Linked DNA regions of Sus scrofa: region 1 is linked to region 2. The links are chromatin contacts, called in public Hi-C maps. All regions are on one chromosome and are shown on one strand. The core of a region is the stretch at or near the end of the contact, and the rest is flanking DNA. Distances in the headings are between cores, read along the strand shown.

Region 1 (2,700 bases), core at 146-2,645, 71 kb before region 2:
AAGGCACCCTCTATCTGGGTTCTTCCTAATACCTGCCTCTGGGTACCAGGTAGCGGCTCTCTTCATCCTAGTTTCCTGTCTGAGCTTCTGTAGAGTTTGGCTTCGGATGGTAACTTGAAATACTTCAAAGGTGAAAACAACACTTTATTTCTAATACTCTTAATTTTCTTTAGTATTTTTTTTGAAATAATGCTGAATTTAGGGTAATATATCAAGTTTTGAGAGAGAATGTGACAGACTGAAGTTCTTTAGACTGTAGGGTCACCGCCTCCCCCCCCTCCATGCGGACTGATACCAGTCCGAGGTTCACAAGGGCAGAGACTGGAAGTTACTAGTCTGGTTCTCCCTCTCTACCCTGTGTCCCAACATAGATTCCTTTTCCAATTTCAGCCCTTTAGGAGCCTCTTCTCAGAGAACACTTACACAGGGTCTTGTACCTTTGCCAGGTGCTAGCTTAAATACTTCACTTTTAATTTTTTTGGCTGAAATTCCTGAGCCAGGGATCTAACCCCGTCACAGCAGCTATCCAAGCCACAGCAGTGACAAGGATGGATCCTTAACCCACTGAGCCATAAGGGAACTCCTATTTTAAGTACTTTAAATGTGATAATTGACTTAAAACAACAATCCTAGCACGTAATTGCCATTGTTATTCCCATTTAACAGATGAGAATACTGACCAAGGGAGATTAAGCAACTTGCTCAGGGAACTGCCTGTGAAATGCAGAAATCTGGCTCCAGAGGCAGCGCTCCTCTTGAGTCATCAGCAGTTGCTGCCTTTGTAACCAAGTGCCTAATTGCCCATCTCCGAAAAAAACCAGTTCAATTAAAGGTATTAATAAGTCCACATGGCATTAAGTATTATTTTAATGATTCCACAAGCTCTACCTACAGAGGAACTTCAGTGTTTGGGATTTCAAACTATGTTTAGAAAAGGCGTTGATGGCAGGAGGCAAGGGTGCCCCTCAGATGAGCCCTTCAAATTACCCTTCCCTAGGAAGAAGGACTCCAGAGAATCGCCGGTTAAGGGGGATGGTGTTTGGGGGTTTTCAAGAGAGGAAATATTTAAAGCCAACGGCTGACATACTGTTTTGGAGGGGTAAAAACTCATTTTCGGAACACAAGTTTCTAGCCTGGATAAAGAGTAAATGACGTTAACACTTTCTTTCATCTTAATCGCCCAAGCTTGCTCTAATTTTGCTTCTCAAACCTGGGGCATTCCCTCCATTATTTCATCTGCCCTCTTAGCTTCGCATCCCTTTTGAAGTAGGTGGTGGTAGCATACTCAAAACGCAGGTTCCTTTCTTTTCCCTTAATCTACCGCAGGTCGTCGTCGGGGAAAGGGTTAACCCGGAGGGTGGGGAGGAGGGTCGGGCTCACACCTTTCCCAGAGACCTCGGGCTGCGGCGGGGCCCGGGAGGGGCGGAGGCTGGGGCCAGACGCCTCGCCGCCTTTGCTCGGCGAATAGCAGTGCGCTGCCCGCCCGGATTGGAGCAGCAGCATCACGCTGACCTCTGCCTGGGATGTAAACCCAGCCGGCCGCTGCGGGCAGAGGAAGACTCTCGACTCCTTCGGGAAAGCCAGACCCAAACCTCAGCAGCCGGCTCCGACCAGCGTGCAAGGAGCAGCGGCAGCCTAGACCTGGGCAGCGCCCAGCGGCTGCTGCGGGAAGCGGAGGGAGCCCTGCGCGGGCGCGGGCGGGGAGCGTGCGTCCGTTCGCACAGGCAGCGGGAGGAGGGGCGGCGCGAGCCATGGCCGGGGACAGCGAGCAGACCCTGCAGAACCACCAGCAGCCCAACGGCGGCGAACCCTTCCTGATCGGCGTCAGCGGAGGCACGGCCAGCGGCAAGGTATGGCGAGGCCCCGGTGCTCTCTTCCCTTCCCCCTCCCCGTCCCAGGCCTGGGCCCGGCGGCGGCGGCGCATGTGGCCGGCGGCCGCGGGCCGTGTCAGTTGCTGCAGCCACCGCGTGGCCCGCGCGCCTCCGCTCCTGGCGGCACTCCAGCGCTGGGTCTTAACCGCGCGGATTCCGGGCGCCGCGTCGGGGGACGGGCGGGTGGGGACTCGGGCCATCTGAGGTTCCAGGGGTACCCTTGCCACCGAGCACGGGGCTGGCGCGCAACCTCTTGTTCTTTTACCCTGCGGTGGTAACTCGTGGCCAGGGTCCTAATGGGGGAGGGGCGGAGAAAGCAGATCTTATTGTTTTGCGAGTACGACATGGGAGACCCTTAAAAGCAGGGTTCTCTAAGAACCCCGAGACACACATCTTCCCTTGGCCTGACTTTGATGTGTCGCCCCGGTGCCAAGGGCGGAGCGAGCCGGGTAGCCCGACCGGGAGGGCTGCGGGAGCCCGCGAGGCGGCGTCCCAGGGAAGGGGAGCCCCACTTGGGCTGGACACGGGGCTGGGGATTGCAGGGGTTTCCAGACACAATCCTGAAAGACAAATAGGCGAGGTGACATCAATGAAATGATAATAGTCGGGGCTTCTCTCTCTTTCTCTCTATTTTTTTTTTTTTTTTTGGTTATGAGAGGAAACGCTGTCGGCTTGAATGAGAAAGTTGTGCTGGCTACGTGCTCTTCGATATGTGGGGCGTACGCGTCTTGGATCCACGGAAGAGGTCGTCCTCTGGGTGTCTGACTTGTCGAGAAGCCTGCTTTCTTTGTTTTTTCAGCTAGGCAAAGAAGAGACTAGGGAAACGCTT
Region 2 (2,708 bases), core at 57-2,556:
GCCGGGCAGGGAAGGGTAGACCTGAAGGCCCCTGACCTTTACCCCCACAAGGCCCTCTGAGAGCGCCTGTCCTGGCCCAGCCAGGGGTCAGGGTGATGATGAGGGAGCCGATTTTGCGTCCCTGGAGTTTCCGGTTTGTGCCAAGACCTTGTTCTGACTCAGCCGTTGGCTGGCCCTGTTTCCTGACTCTGAGCAGGAGGATATTTCAGTGCAGTGAACTGGCTGGCCCCGAGTTGTCCTTGGCTCAGGGAGGGGTCCTGATCTGTTTAAGGTGATATCTTGCTGGAAGGCTCTTGGGAGCCGAGGCGGGCAATGTCTTCTGGTTTTGCGTGTTCCTAATTTCTGGGCAACATTCTGACTCACTTTCCGGCTCCTTTTCCAGGGTAGAAGCTGCAGGATGCCTCCTCCCTGTCGTCCCTGTTTGTCCCTCCCCACCCTGCCCCACCCCTACCTTCCCAGCTGCCCTGTCAGACTCTTCCCCTCCCCCCACTACCTAGGTCCAGCCTGCTCACCTGAGTTCACAGTTCCTGTCCTCCTTTCTAATGGTCTGTTCTAAAAAATCGGCTTTATTGAACACACCCTGTGCCAGCCACAGTGCTGAAGAGTTTTGTGTAAATCTCTGTCTTCCTGAGTGGCAGCTTTGTGAGAAACTTGCTCTTATGGTCTCTGCTTTACAGTTAAGGAAAATGAGATTGAAAGAGGTTAAGTAAATTGTCTTAGGCCACAGAGGTAGTAGGTAATGGGGTCAGGATTCAAATCGGGTCCTTTTTACCCCGGTCACTCTAGATGGTGGGGCCAGAAGGGGCTTTGGGTTTCAGAGCAGACGCAGGTGTGACTTACCTGCTCTACCTGCTTTCTCCCTGGCCTGTTCCCCGCTTCTGTGATGTGACATGTGACAGGTGACTTGGATCTGCAAGGCACAGGAGAGCTGCAGGCCTGGGCTGAGGGTAGTGGCAGAGCTGTGCAAAAGATGTGTGTGTGTGTGTGTGTGTGTGTGTGTGTGTGTGTGTGTCCCCTGGGGGAAGGGCGGAGGGTCCCATGATCCTGAAGCTGCCAGCAGGTGTGTGAGATATGTGAAACGAACCTGGCACCAGGCTTTTTTTGCAGGGCTTTTGAGTCAAAGCTGCCTGCGCGCACAGGCGCTTGTTTGCTTTTTCCCCAGCTCTGATACCCTTTTGGTCTGGCTTCCTTTTTTCTTTGGACTTTATCTGGAAATGTGTGAAGAGCTGGAGGCTACATGGACTGTGTGTTTTGGCGAGCTGAGCTTGTTGGCCCGCGTGCCCACGCTCCGAGGCTTGTTGGGTTGAGCCACGTGGCAGCTCTCAGGGCTCCTCCTTGGCCGAGCATCCCTGGCAGACAGCGGCGGCCGCAGCAGCAGGGCCCCGTGTCCAAATGCCCGAGAAGACCATTTCCTGGCTGGCCTGTGTGCACAGCCGGCAGGGTTTGAGGCAAATCCTGACGAATTAGGGACCAACCACTTTATTGCCAGGGCTCACGGGGGAAAAACTCCCTATGAATTGAGGAGCTGGTTGAGAAGTCTGGCGGCGGCGGCATTGTATTAGCCAGCTCTCTCTCGGCAGCGGGGTCTTCCTGACAGTTTTCCAACCATCTGCTCTTACAGGCTTCACGCTGGCTTGGATCCTAACCGCAGACTCTTCCTCTTTCCTGCCCCTGCCCACGTGCATGCGTTCCTCTGTGCGTGCCTGTATGCAAACACAGGGCTATTTAGACGTGGCTTTCCAGAAATCACTCATAAGTATTCCCTATGTTTGTTTACAGCAAATTGCATCCCACACGGAAACTTTTACCTGAGAAATGATACACAGGAGCAGAGGGGCCATCATAAGTGATTGTAGATGGATTTGATACCCTCTGGGAGTGGGAGGGAAAGATTTAACAGCCAAGAGTGAAAAACATTTGTAGGGAGGAGCTGTTTTGATTGGAGAAGTCAAACTCACTGCTGAGTTTGGGGGAAACTCAGTCCCAGGAAAGTTAGTAAACAGTGGCCAAATCAGGACTCCAGATCCTTTTCCATTTTTGACAAAAGGTCCTATTAAAAGCAGTGCTTGATGGGAGTTCCCACTGTGGTGCTGTGGGTTAAGGATCTGGCATTGTCTTTGTAGCGGCCGCAGTTTTGATTCCTGGCCCAGCACAGTGAGTTAAGGATCTGGTGTTGGAGTTCCTATTGTGGTGCAGTGGAAACGAATCCAGCTAGTATCCCTGAGAATGTGGGTTTGATCCCTGGCCTCGCTCGGTGGGTCCAGGACCCAGCACTGCTGTGAGCTATGGTATAGGTCGTGGCTGCAGCTTGGATTTGATCTCTGGCCCCAGGAACTTCTTTATGCCGCAGATGTGGGTCCCCCCCTCCCCCAAGCAGTGTTTGATGTAAGTCCCTGAAGAACACCCCCCAGGAGGAAGACTGTAGAGGAGGGTGAGTTTGGGTCCATCTGGGCTCCTTCACAGCTCTGGCCCAGTGTCTGTCTTATACCATGGTTTTCTCATCTTTCCCTGAGTGGTGTTCTCTTTGCAAACCTCTGTGCTTGAGGTGGACAGGAATGATGGACCACAGCCGGATCCCTCTGTCTACCTTCCAGCCCCCATAGGGGCTTGAATGTGGGTGGGAGCCTGGCAGGAAAAGGTGGCACATCAGCAGAAAGTCTCTGGCTTGAACACAGCTAAGTACAAGGAGACAGGGTCAAGGTGGGCAA

What was found. Hi-C and Micro-C count contacts between places; a contact is called where the count stands out from the background.
Region 1: a Hi-C map of skeletal muscle shows a contact between it and region 2, with 4 times the contacts expected there. The contact joins the promoter of UCK2 here to the enhancer-like site in region 2. A contact is called at or near these places in 7 of 47 Hi-C or Micro-C datasets (embryonic fibroblasts, fetal heart ventricle, fibroblasts and 2 more) and 1 of 2 datasets of contacts at active chromatin or transcription factors (skeletal muscle).

What each region holds. Positions count from the first base shown.
Region 1 is chr4:84,917,926-84,920,625 of Sscrofa11.1, reverse strand. It overlaps UCK2 (uridine-cytidine kinase 2), which reads left to right and starts at 1,395. Exons shown (of 7, transcript XM_021089486.1): 1 at 1,395-1,850. The coding sequence starts at 1,752.
Region 2 is chr4:84,847,024-84,849,731 of Sscrofa11.1, reverse strand. The region is part of intron 4 of UCK2 (uridine-cytidine kinase 2); the gene reads left to right. Among named protein-coding and RNA genes, the nearest start is that of UCK2, 71 kb to the left of the region's middle. Within about 2 kb of position 1,306, at least 26 of the 83 cell types and tissues checked have an H3K27ac peak or open chromatin away from gene starts, as enhancers often do. A contact at or near this core is called in skeletal muscle and subcutaneous adipose tissue, where this site is marked.